Regions from separate parts of the Mus musculus genome. Here regions 2 and 3 are each linked to region 1. Evidence: chromatin contacts called from public HiCAR-type data. All regions are on one chromosome and are shown on one strand. The core of a region is the stretch at or near the end of the contact, and the rest is flanking DNA. Distances in the headings are between cores, read along the strand shown.

What was found. HiCAR-type assays count read pairs that join an accessible place to other places.
Region 2: a HiCAR-type map of astrocytes shows a contact between it and region 1, with 4 times the contacts expected there. The contact joins the promoter of Fam171b here to the promoter of Zfp804a in region 1. A contact is called at or near these places in 1 of 39 promoter capture datasets (hippocampal neurons) and 1 of 115 datasets of contacts at active chromatin or transcription factors (astrocytes).
Region 3: a HiCAR-type map of astrocytes shows a contact between it and region 1, with 3 times the contacts expected there. The contact joins the promoter of Nckap1 here to the promoter of Zfp804a in region 1. A contact is called at or near these places in 1 of 39 promoter capture datasets (hippocampal neurons) and 2 of 115 datasets of contacts at active chromatin or transcription factors (astrocytes and stem cell-derived neural progenitor cells).

What each region holds. Positions count from the first base shown.
Region 1 is chr2:82,051,563-82,055,944 of GRCm38.p6, reverse strand. Zfp804a (zinc finger protein 804A) reads right to left here and starts at 2,287. Exons shown (of 4, transcript NM_175513.3): 1 at 2,044-2,287. The coding sequence starts at 2,154.
Region 2 is chr2:83,810,067-83,814,448 of GRCm38.p6, reverse strand. It overlaps Fam171b (family with sequence similarity 171, member B), which reads right to left and starts at 1,837. Exons shown (of 8, transcript NM_175514.3): 1 at 1,472-1,837. The coding sequence starts at 1,700.
Region 3 is chr2:80,579,082-80,583,463 of GRCm38.p6, reverse strand. Nckap1 (NCK-associated protein 1) reads left to right here and starts at 2,282. Exons shown (of 31, transcript NM_016965.3): 1 at 2,282-2,606. The coding sequence starts at 2,499. It also overlaps the pseudogene Gm13688.

The DNA.
Region 1 (4,382 bases), core at 1,038-3,537:
TTACTGACAAAACTCATTAAAAAGTACTTAGAGCACATAAACATATATTCCCTATAAAGAAATTGTGTTAAATAGAGTTGATTACAATTGTGAATATTTAAATCATGAAATTCACACACACACACACAATAAATTCAAACAGGATAGCTTATAAAAGTCTGGAAAGGACTGACACGAACACCCCTACAAGTTTCAGTCATTACAGTCATGAGAAACCTTGTGAGCTTCATTTCATACTGTGTCTCTCCTGCTTCTTGTTCTGACATCTACATATATTTTGATTTATCCATCTCATTTAGGTGGCTGCTTTTAATGTGCCCATTTTAATCATGAGGTTACACCGGGAAAACTCATATTTAATCTGCCCTTTGTCAACATGAGGGAGGAAGGACTCATTAGCTTCAAATACACAGCAAATAAGTCACCACGAGCAAATCTGGTCCCTGGGAAGTCTAAGGAGACTGAAGAAGCACAATGAACAGCACTGTAACAAGTTCAGGGCTGGCAGATAACTGCTCATTTTTCTGTGAATTCTTGACTGTTTTAGCTCTGCACAATGGAAGTATCTCCCTTGTCTAGTTCTTTTGCTTACCCTTAAATTATATTTAGTTTAATGTATAATGTTGAAGAAAGGGCTGTTTAAAATATTAGCTGACCTCTCTGAGAGTCCAGACAGTTTCAATAATCCTTCTAGACTCTGCCTACCCTATAGTACTCAACTAATGATGTCTGGAGCATGGGTTCTCAGTGCAACAGAAAGAGCAAATAAACACATCCTGAACAATAAAGACATCAGGAGTACATCAAATGCACCCCATGGGTGTCTCAATCCACTTAAATCTTCAAATGAGAACTTTTCATCCTCAAAAAAATAGGGAATTATTTATTAATGCGTATATACTTTTAAACATATAAAGAATCTGGGGCTTTGAAAACTATATTCGCTTTGAGCTACGTGTGTCCTTGACTTACTCTACCTATCTTTTTCAGATAAATACTAGGAGAAATCTAGAGCAAAGTCTGCCAGTGGGCACAGACTTCAGAAAGTCTTCCACTTTTACCACCTGATTTGGGCTGGACTCTCAGTGCACATACTAAGAGAACTCCACGCTGCTGCTTTCTGCCTTTGGAGAAGTGGTTACTTCTCCTGACACCCTTGCTCATGAGAGTTGGTTCTGTAGGGAGGCTTTGCGTATGATGTGATGAGCCTTTGTGGATGATGGGAATTGGGTGGAAAGTAGAAGCTACTCCGTGCTCTCTCTATGCTCAGCACATCTTCCACTAATCAAGAGCGCTTTTCCTGCTGGGTGCTGAAGGACAAGCTGTGCTTGTCAGTGAGAATAGCTGTGTGGGTTTTGTTTTCTAACATGCTTCCTACTGTCTGTACTTGTGACACAGTGATCACCTTCCACCCATATCCCCAAACTCTAAAGTGTGACAAGCTGCAAGTAGTGGGCAGATGGGAATATTCTGCTTAGCTTCACACAGAAAACTTCTCAAGAGAAGTTTCCTGTCAGTCCTTCAGCGAAGAGCCAAGAGCCAAGAAACAAACTCATTCGGAGACCCTCACCCAATCCAGCCACTTCCCCTAAGCCACCAGCCACATGGCTCGCTGCTCCATCAGACACCCACACCTCCATTCACCTTTAAGCTGCCTAAACGGAAAGATGTCACAGGATCACTTGGGGTTAGTGATCCTTTCTATTTTTAGGAGGTCCTGTTGAAAGAAGAGGTTTATAATCTTCAGCACTGTGGAGTGTGGTGGACAGAGAGCTTCATGAAGTCTCAGGAAAACATTTAGGCAGAGCTTTCCTAAGATTCCTTCCCTTTTCTATACCCGATTCTCATCCCACGCCCATCAGATAAATAAATGAAATAAATGAATTCCTTGCAAACCAAACATCACTAAAGCTCCCAAATCCATCCGTCAACTCATCCCTCCGGATATGCCCTATTAGATGAGAGACAAATAGAAAGAGAGAGAGAGAGAGAGAGAGAGAGAGAGAGAGAGAGAGAGAGAGAGAGAGAGAGAGAATGAATTACCAGAGTTTTGTTCCCGTTCTTGCTGAGAGGGCCCCGGAAAACTCCCTTGATGTTGCGAAAGTGTCCGTTGCTGAGATGCGTGGAGCTGATGACAATGTAGTAACACTCCATGGGGCAGCCGCCGCCTCTCCTCCGCAGCCGCCGCTTCCACGCACCCGCACCCTCAGCCGCAGCCGGGGCCGGGAGGGTGGGCTGGGGATCGCGGCAGGGCGAGCGGCCGGCTGTGCGCTGGCGGCGGGCACGCGGGTTCCTTATGCCCGGCTGCGGTGCGCGCCCTGCCGCCTCCGCATGCCGGCCGCGCTCGCCTAGGCTCCGGCGCAGTGCTCGCCTGGAGATAGGAACCGGGACGTGGAGCCCCTGGGGAGGATGCAGCCACAAGGGGGGCCGGGCCGGGCGGGACCGGGCGGGAGCGGTCAGAGCCCGCGCGGTAGGGCGCAGCCGGGCAGCGGGAGCCGCCCGCGCGGCAGAGGCAGCGGTCGCAGCATCCCCCGCGCCGGGCGCCCGCACTCGCAGTCGCTGCCGCTGGCAGGCATGAGTGTTATTATAGTGCGCGGCGTTGCTGGTCCATCGCACTGAGCCAATGGCAGGGAGCCACTGGGCTGATACTGAGAGCTGTCAGAGGAGTACATCTGTCACCCGCCACCTCCCCCCCGCCTCCCCCGCCGCCGGGACCCACGGCCGCGCCAGCCTGGCCACGAGTGGGAGTGCGTCGCGACCGCCAGGGGCCGGGAGGCGACGGCCGGTTACAAGTGCGAGACTCCTGCGAGGTGCGGGCGGAGGTTGGGGGGTTGGGGAGCAACGCGACCGCAGCTTCTGCTCTGCGGGTTGGAGTGCGGGCGGGGGAGCAGGGGAAATAAATAAATTAATAATTTAGTACCCAAGCCATCCGCTTCCAATTGCAGCGAATCGGGGCAGGTGCCAGGTGCCTCTGGGTTTGGCTTAGGGGAGTCTGCGCTTTGATGCATCTTTTGTATGGAATACCCCGCACCCCCGCGCCCCCCAGTTACACATATCACAAATGCTATGTGCTAAGAGCTTGGGGGAGGGGATTTGTGGCGACGAGAGTGGAAGTAGGGAGAAGGGAGAAGCAGGGACTCCTGATGGATGTGCTCCCATTCCTGGCGCTCTCCCCTCATCCACCTCCCCTGGGAGCATCAGTTCTTCCTAAATTGCCAAAGCTGAGAGGAAAAGGATGCTTTGCGGCAAAAGAAGCCGCTGCCAGGAGCTCCCATGCCAGAGAGGTGCTGAACAAAAACAGAAGCCTTCGCCCTAGAAGCGACCTGAAAGGAAAAGCTGCACACAAACTCCTGCGCTTGTCACAGAAAGTAGGGAATCCGGTCTGCGGTCTTCAGCAGAGATTCCGGTTGGATTTTAAAGGGTCAAGGCAGCCATCAGCAAGGACTGCTTCTACCCTACCCCTTCCCAGGTGATCCACTGACCTGTGTAAGTTTAGCTCCTTTGAGGTGGTGGAGTGGGAGCACCACAGATACACACACCATAGATCTGCTACTACCATAGGACTCATTAGTCGGCACTTAAAAAGATCGATACCAGGCATGGGAGTCTGGGACATGGTGCCTTCAATGGATTTACTGAAGGCTTTATTTCCCTTTTGCTTTGAAAGGCTTAATTGGTTAAAGCAGATTCCAGACATTCTGATGCCCCCTATGACAGAGAAAACTGCAGTCCGATACAAGCTGTGTTTATCTTGTTTATCCGTGGGCCAAGACTAAAATACGGTCGAGTATGTGTGCCCTATATATAGAATTTTAGGTAACAATGACAGCCTCTTCCCCATAACCCATAATATGGTACTTAAATGAGTCTGACAGTTTGATTTCACTTCTTCAAAGAAGATAGAATGGGGGAGTCTTGCTAAAAGAGGTGGCAGTCATGTGAGTGAATTATAAATTATAGGGTATAGCGGGGGAGTGTTAGATTTATATAAAAAGAAATTTTCCATGTATCATGCTTCAATTAGAAAATACTTGATGCGTATTGATTAAACCTCATTATGAAGTGTCGGTTATTTTAGAAGAAGCAGACAAAATTTCTCTGATATCCACTTGGGGGAGTCTGGAAGTCTTGGGAGAAAGAGAAGTAGAAACTCAGAAAACTTGTGTGCTGTGGGGAGGAGGTCACCCAGAAATATGTAGAACTCAGAATGAACACAATTACGCTGGAAAAATAGTCAATATTGGAAGTTAAAGGAATTTCTGACTCTCTTCACTTGAGAATTGTTTATTATTTGTTTGTTTGTTTACCAGAGCATGTAGGCTTTCTCTGCAGGCATCACTTGAGAAGGACTGAAGACTCAACTATATATTTGAAGTTTTCAA
Region 2 (4,382 bases), core at 588-3,087, 1.8 Mb before region 1:
CAATCTCCAGCTTTAACATAAGCCTCATGCACTCCACGGCACTAACACTTCCGGGTACTAAAAACCCAGTAAGAACCAAAGAACTGCATACCTTTCCATTGTAACCACCTTTGAGTGCTATTAATCGGTTTAAGGGGGTAGGGGGGGTGTCAGAAATGCATGCCTTCCCCTGTGCACTTTGGTGATTTCATCCCATGCTCAAAGCACTCCAAGAAATTAAATCATCCCGGCTGTGTCATGAATCACAGCTGGCATGCCTCCGAACTGCTCTCCGATGATGAGCAAGCAAGATAATCTAAGACGCTGATTCCACTCTACAGAATTTCATTTTTAGCATCTTCTATAATGCTGCTAGGCAGATTTTAAAACAAAAATATCAGTGTTATAACACTCACTCATCTAGGGTTTGTGAAACCTCAGCCCACTACCCAGAAAATTGGTGGGGTTTTGTTGTTGTTGTTGTGTTTTGTTTTCATTTTTTAAAAAGCCCCCCCCTTTTTTCCCCCAAAGCCCAGACAGAATTTAAAATGTAAAAGGTAACTAAGTGGATTGTGGGCTGGGTAAAAGCTATTTAAACGGATAACCCAGCTCTTTGCTCTTCGGAGAGCTTTACCTGAGGGAGAGGGAAACAGAAAATAGAGGACTGTGATGGTCATATAAATTACACCCGTATCTCATCACCCTTTACCGAATGAGTCAAGAGATGGCTCATTTAAGTTCCACTACAAGGAGATTCCCCTCAGGGGGAGGGGCTGGTTATGCTACCCAAACACCACTCCAAGCTACCTGTCTCCCTCCCACATCCCTTCCTTCAACTACAAACTCCTGTTTCATTTTTTTTTCTTTCATCTTATTGTAGCAAATGCATTTTTTCCCTGTTTTTGCAAGCCGCCTTGGATCTTTCCTGGGGTAAGAAGAGAAATATAAAGAAATAGAGATCCCGCCCCCCCCCCCACTTCCCCGGTTCTAAATTTAAATACAGCAGGCAGGGAGAAACAGTGCAAACGCTGTGTGGGTGTACATGGCAAGACGGTTTGCTCAGTATCTAGGAGAGGATAGAGAAGAGAATGCTAAAGGGATTTGAGAGCGTGTGTGTGTGTGTGTGTGTGTGTGTATGTGTGTGTGTGTGTGTGTGTGTGTGTGTGTGTGTGTGTGTGTGTGTAGAAAGAAGAGGGAAAATAAGATTAGTGGAATAGTGGAAACAGGCACCCATCTTGACCATCCTTACCGTCCACCCCCACCCCACCCCCAGCCCCCGACCCTTCTGAAGCCCACTGCAGTGCTCTGCGGGAAAGATTTCCCACCCGAGCAAAGAGCTAAAGGCCGAACGGGCAACCTGGGAAGACGCGAAGGAATTGAGACCAGCAAAGATAGGCTAAGCGGAGACGAGAAAGGAGCTAAGAATCCCGGGAAGCCTGATGCGATCGCTGGCACAGAAGAAGTAAAGCAGGGCTGGGCTACCGAGACGTACCTGGAGCCACCAAAGTAGAGGATGCCCCAGGCACCTCCGGCCTCCCCTCCTCTGCCTCCTCCCGCTGCTTTTGCTCTTGCAGCTGCTGCTGCTGCTGCTGCTGGATGAGGCTGAGGTCGGAGCGACTGAGTTCGGCTCTAGCGGCCGCGGGGACCAGCCGCGCCTTCAGCAGCACAGCGGCCAGGCCGAGGAGCAGGGCGCAGGGGACGCGACGGCAGAGCCTCGCCATGGCGAAGAGCCAGGGAGCCACGGAGGCATATTGCGGGGCTGCGGGAGGCGGCGGGCGCCAGGGCTGCGGAACCCGGCCGCGCCCGCTCGCTCGCTCCCCCTCGCGCCGTCTGCGGTGCACAGCCTCGGCAGGAGGAGGAGGAGCGGGCCGGCAAGAGGATGGCGAGCCCGCTTTCGCATCCTCGCGCACGTGACCGCCGGGAGGGGCGAGCGGGGGCCTGGGCCCTGTGGCTACCCAGCAAGTGCTCTGCAAGGTGATGCTGGTGCCCAGGCGTTTAGCTAGGCGGAGATTAACAGGAAAGAGTTTCTGGCCCTTAATCTTTACCGAGGCAGCAGGAAAATGTAGAGTGGAATAAAATTCCTTCCACTAGACACCGAGGTAGAAAAAGGTGGCACATTAATTTCCTTCTAAAGCAATCAGACAACTGTGGTTCAAAAGCCAGGTTCCTTTAACGGAATAGTCTCTGCTGTCCCTTGGCCCACTTACAAGATAAACTGATATTCTCCAGGCTTTTTTTTTTTTTTTTTCTGCTTAAATGAGAATTTCTTTCTTCATCATAAATTATTCCTAATTACACCTTTTCTATTTGTAACCTATACTTTCCATGTGTTTGGAGGGTTTTTTAATTTGTTTTGTTTTTTAATGTCTTGCTAGATATGGTGGCTCACACCTTTAATTTTTAGCACTCAGGAGGTAGAGGCAGGCAAGTATTAGTAATTTGAGACCAACTTTGTTCTACATAGGGAGTTCTAGGACAGCCAGGGACTATAGAGAAAGACCCTGTCTCAAGACAAACAAACAATCAAACAAACAAATAAAAGTCTTATTTAACAAATAATAAACTAGGAGTTCTCTGTGCGTTTTAATCAGGAGCTTAGAATAAGTAAAATAGAATCCCTTCGTTCCAAATACTTACTGCCTGTTAGGGCAAGGCAATAAATATATAAGCAAAATATAGTCCACAGTGGTGGTTGCAACTGAAGAAGCAGTACAGGCATTTAGAGCTTACACAGAGTTGAAAGAAATTAAGTAAAGTCTGTGAAAGACACCGGGGAAGGTAGTCTGCACAAAATAAAAATTCACACAGAAATAGTAGATACCAAGTCGTCGAAAAACTGGAAGTGCGTTTGTGTGTGTGTGTGTGTGTGTGTGTGTGTGTGTGTGAGAGAGAGAGAGAGAGAGAGAGAGAGAGAGAGAGAGAGAGAGGCATAAAAGCATAATGTATTGGGAAAGTTTAAGCTGGGAAAGCAGTTACCAGAGGACTTATCCTTTTCTACAGTGAGTGCAGACTATTAAACTGTTTAAAAATAACTAGCAGACACTTGTGCTTACTGTGTGAGGCACTGTTCTGGCATCTCACAGATGGCAAATGCAGCAACCTTGGATGCTATATAAGCAAGCAGAAATCTACACTAAAGACCATTCTGGAGGTTGATTGGGAGAGAGATACCTACCAACCATGCTTTTAATTTTCTTTTTTGAGGGTCACTTTGCTATCAGCATGAAAGACAGATTGGAGAAGGGAAGGCAGGGAAGAGAGATGGACACATTTGAGACATTTGTGATAAAACAAAATCAAATAACAAAAAATGAGAAGTGACAAAATGCATGATCCTAAAAACAAGAGGAAAGACAGGGGAAATTGGTATTTAAGGTTGGAGTCAGCAGAGATAGATGGTTGATGGAAGTTGATGGTGACGAGGTAGGCTATGTCTGACTGGAGGTCTCAGTTGCCTGATTGAGATCTTAGGTGGCTTATGACATTATCAAGATCAGCTGTCGGAACTGATTAAAGGATAAAGCTACACTGAAGGGCCTCGGCTTTAACAAACTGGAGTGTTTTGTATTTGGAGTGCACGAGGGAAGTTCTACACATAATCTGTCTCATCTGGCTGCACGGCACTCTTCACCTTTTTAAAGCTGGCAGAACATTTGAGCTGCCTTTCTTCTCCCTGCCCTTCTCATTCTTAAGGTTGTCCCTCCCAGTGTTCCCATCTTTGTGGAGACAACAGGCTGGTTGCTCAGTGGTGGAGAAAGACTGTGGTCAAGAATATAAAAATGTTCCTATAAAATAAAATAACAGGGATTTACAAACATTCTCTCCCTGTGTTCTCAGAGCTGCTCTTGACAGTAGCTCTGAAGGTAGTGGTAGCACAGGCCTTTAATCCCAGCAGGAGGCAGTGGCAAGGGGATCTCTGTGAGTTCCAGGGCAGCCTGGTCTACAGAGTGAGCTACAGGAGTGCCAGGGCTACACAGAGAAACCCTGTCTGGAAACAAACAAACAAACCAGTATCTGCAGTGTATCTTACACAGTGACTTTACCCTAAAGTAAGTGCATATTCCTTTACCAGACTTTTACTGTAGGGCCAAGACTTCTAGTTTCTAACTACAAAAGCCAAATTATAATGCACCCCATGTTTTATAGCTTGTTACCACTGAGTCGTTTCTCCAGCTCCTGTTAACTGATGCTGACTATGTGACTCGGACATAGGTCCTTTTCAATAAGCAGTCTCTGATTTGCAAGAACCTTCTTTAGATAAAAAAGGGGCTTATGAGAAAGTCAACCTAGGACAACGATATTTAAAATGACAATAATGCCAGCAATGTCCCAGGAAATGTTATAAATGCTCCATTTTAGCAAATGTTTTAGTATCTGATCATTTCTAAAACGTCATGACCTGG
Region 3 (4,382 bases), core at 1,033-3,532, 1.5 Mb after region 1:
AAAAGCACATGGCATGCCTAGTTAGGTTTCTGCTTCATACTTGGAGATCAAGTTGTAAGCTCTCAGTTATTGCTCCAGCACCAGGCCTGCCTACCTGCTGCCACCACATCCCTCACAATGGTCATGGACTCTAATGCTCTGAATATGAGTTCTCAATTAAATAAGTTATTTCATATGTTGCCTTGGTTATAGTATTTTAATCACACTATTAAAGTAGCTAAAACAACAACTAAGCCTTCAAGGCCAGCCTGAGTTATAGAGTGAGATGGCATTATAAAAGACAACAAAACAAAACAACATCCTCTTCTACCTCAAACTACAAAGAAACAAAAGTTCTGTAAGAGTTGTTTTACATCTGACAGCCTATTCTGGCCTCTGGGTACACCAGACTTGAGCACAGTGCATTTATTCATGGAGGTCAAAATACACATAAAATAAAATAAAATAAAATCTTTAAAAAATGCTGTTGTCCGCCGTCTTGATAGAAATGATCCCGGTTTCCTAAAGACACACACACCGCTCGTTCCACCCAGCACATGTACATTTTCTTACCTGGCTGTCCCCAATCCCTCACAGCAGCGTTTCCTTCTCAGTGTCCTCTTAATTGTCTCAGACTTCAGCCCCCAGCCTCCGGTAAACTTAAATGCTAACTACCAGCTTATCAAGAAACCAAGTAAGTTAAATGCCTCAATTAGTCAATAACAGAACAAATAGCTCAATAGAGCTCAATAGAGCTAAATAGATGGTCTTTGAGATGAAAAGAGAGAGACGTGAACGGAGGGGGGGGTGGAGGTAGAGAAAGAATATACATTCAAGGTATGTAGCTCTATGTAGACTGCACACCGACAGATAAATGTTAAGATGTTTTTGGCAGGACTAGAACTTTTTTTGTTTTGAGACAGGATTTTTCTGTGTACCTCTGGCTGCCCACCTCTGCCCCCTGAGTGTCAGAAGTCTTTAGAGACAGAGTTTCTCTGTATAGTCCTGGCCTACCTCTGCCTCCCAAGTGCTGAGAAGAAAGGCATGTGCCACCATGCCCAGCCTTCACCAGGAGTATTAAACAGCCCTTAAGGAATTCTGTATACTCTCTGGTAGAGTTCTGGAAGACTAGGCGCTACAGTAGCTTTTTAAAATGTCTTAGAAACAATTTGTTACATTTCACTACAAAGTTGCTTTGGTGAATCCATTTTTTTTTTTTTTTTTTTTTTTGGTTTTTCAATACTGGTTTCTCTGTATAGTCCTGGCTGTCCTGGAACTCACTCTGTAGACCAGGCTGGCCTCGAACTCAGAAATCTGTCTGTCTCTGCCTCCCAAGTGCTGGGATTAAAGGTGTGCAACACCACTGTCCGCCTGTGAATCCATTTTCTTACTAACTTCAGAATGCCTTGTTATAGAAGGTGGTGGGTTGATTGATTTAAATTCATGAATACGATACACAATTAGACTATATTAGGTAAAGCCCCAAATATCCCAAGTCCCCTGGAGTGCAAGTTTTCATTGTAGTCATTCACATGGAGACACAATTTGTTCCAGTTTGAAACCCTGTGTGATGAGGAGTGGACACGGAGTGAGATGATGACAAACAATATTTGGTTGGTGATGGGGTGGAAAAGTAGAATTCCAGAAACGATTGGGATTTATGGTGGAGGCTGGGAGCGAACCCTCTTACTCGGAACAAAATTTGTTTTGTTTTTTATTTTGCTTTTTTATTTTGCTTACCACATGCCAGAGCCTATTCGTGTCTCCTCCGGATGGGTGCTGGTCCATGATAAGTCCCTTCATAATAATCTAAGGAACTCGAGCTGCCCTTACTTCCGACCTCCTTCCTCCGAAGCCAGCTGGAGGCGGGAGCGAGCACCGGGAGGTGGCGAGGCGCTGCCCGCCGTGCGGAGCACACATCTGCCGCGTTCTCCCTGGAGCGTCTGTCAAGGCGTGGGAGGAAAACAAGCTCGGAGCCGCCAGGCTCCTCTCGGGGCCAAAGTCTCCCGAAACACACCGTCCCCGTCCCCACGGCGGTGCGGGCCCTGGGGCGTGGGGAGCGGGGACAACTTCGGGGGAAGTCCAGGACCGCGGCTTGGGGGTCCCCGGAGCGGAGGAGGCGGGGCGGGGCGCTCCGGACCCCGGGCTCCGGCCGCAGTTCTCCCGGCGGCCTCGCGGGGGCGCCGGCGCGGCCGATCAGGTGACCGAGCGCCGGTCCCGGCTGCGGGAAGCCGACTCGTTCTCAGCCGCCGCCGCCGCCGCCACACCTAGCGGAGGAGCCGGGAAAGGCGGCCCGGGAGTGGGGGGTGTACTGGGGCGGAGAGCGCCGCGGGTGGAGGCGGAAGGGCGGCGGGCGGAAGCGAGCGCCGCGGCTGCTGTGTCACGGCGCGGGTGGGCGCACGGCATGGGCGCGCCGCGCTGAGGCGGAGGTCGCGGGCGGGCAGGCGGGCGGGCCTGAGGGAGGCGGCGAGCCGGGGAGTAGCGCGCCCGGCGGCGGTGGCGGCGGCGGCGGCCGCACCATGTCGCGCTCCGTGCTGCAGCCCAGTCAGCAGAAGCTGGCGGAGAAGCTCACCATCCTCAACGACCGGGGCGTCGGCATGCTCACGCGCCTCTACAACATCAAGAAGGTGCGCACGGGCCGGCGAGGCCGGGCGGGGTGCGGCGGGGGAAAAGGCCGCGGGCGCCAGCTCGGCCTGCTCGCGCGGGGCCTCCGGGATGCGCCGCGGCCTAGAGTGAGCCGCGGGGCGGGCAGGCGGGAGCCATTTCCCGGCTCCCGGCGGCGGGAACCGGCCGGGCCGCGCATGGCCGCCGCGGCGCTCTGGTTTGCGGGGAGGAAAGGAGGGCGCGCGGCCTTCCCGGGCTGCGGCGAACGGGCCCGGGGTTCTTGGCTTGCGAGTGTGGGAATGCGGCGATCGACCCTCTGGTCCCCACTTGGCCACTTGATTTTTCGTTCCCTGAATCAAGCCCCTCACCCCCACGACAGCGTGTTGACGTTTGGGATAATTTCATTTTGAAGATGGACCGGAGGGGGAAGTGAGGGTGGAACCGGTTTTCGTCTGAAATACTTGTAGGCTGTGAGTCACTAGAACAGGAATAACCACCTTTACTCCCTACTCCTCCTCATTTTAGTTTTCCCAACCCTATCTGATTAGCACCAAAGCACCATTCCTTAAAGTACAATGGCTGTATAAAATAAAGACCGAGTGTGCTCCCGTTGCTATCTCCTTCGCAACATAGTACGAGGATTTGAGCAACTAGACAGTGGACCCATTGAAAATCTGAGTGTCTTCAGATTAGGGAGTGGAAGGCTGTATCGAAGTGAAGAAAAGTAGATCTAAAGGTGGAAAAGGATTGCCATTAATTTACCTTAGAGGGAAACAACCTCAAATCCATTTATTTTAAGCCTCACTGAATTTGGTAAAGAGAAAAAGTTTCCTTTTGGTACACTTTATACCAGTCCATCCTTGCGGGGTTCTGTGTATCTGTGTCTTTTCTTTAATAATCTTGTTTATAAAATTATATATGTGTGTGTGTGTGTGTGTGTATCTATCTATCTATCTATATATCGTGAAATATACTTTTGACCATATCAAAAGGATATAGGTTGCTTGTGAGTATCCTGAAGATTCTTTTTAAAATTTAGAATCAAAGCATTCCAGTATAAACTTGTTTTATTCAGTTTATACAGTTAGCTTTTGACACTGCAATTCTGAAGCACACTCTCTAAATGAATAATAGTAAACGTTGGGAATGGGATAGCTGTGTTGTTCTGGTTACTCACTTGGCTTTAATGATTGTCTCTACACCCAGCACAGTTTGGAGCTAGGAAGAACCCATTGCGTTTGTGCCATGACCATGACATCCACCCCTTGATCGTAACTTCATGGGGGTTGGAAGAATTAAGCTTGTATACGTTGCAGTGATGAGAGCCTTTGAATTTCACTGCTTAAGAAATTTGGAAATTAAGTTCTATATGCGAAACCCCAGCAAGTCAAATGTTCCTAAAAGCTACCAGACCTGTGGTTTTGTGGTTAGAGGAAATGGTTATGATGGTTTCTAGAAGAGGAAGTGAGAGTAACCTTAAAAGTGATTTGAGTATTTGAGTAAAATACTGTCTTTAATTTGGCCAAGTCACTAAACATTTTTATAGTATAAGTATAAACAAACTTTGATACTTTAATTCCATGGGTAATAGTAAGTGGAATTCTAAGCATTTAAACTTCGGATTCCAGATCGCTGCCTTTTCTCAGTGTTTCTCACTTCCTGTTTTGAGAAACTTCATTCAGGCTCTTGTGTTGACTAGAATGGAAAATGCGTGAATGTGATTGACCTAATTGCCAAGCATTTGAGTTACAGAAATGCTGTATATTTCAGCACGTACATATTTTTTATAGCTTTTTGAA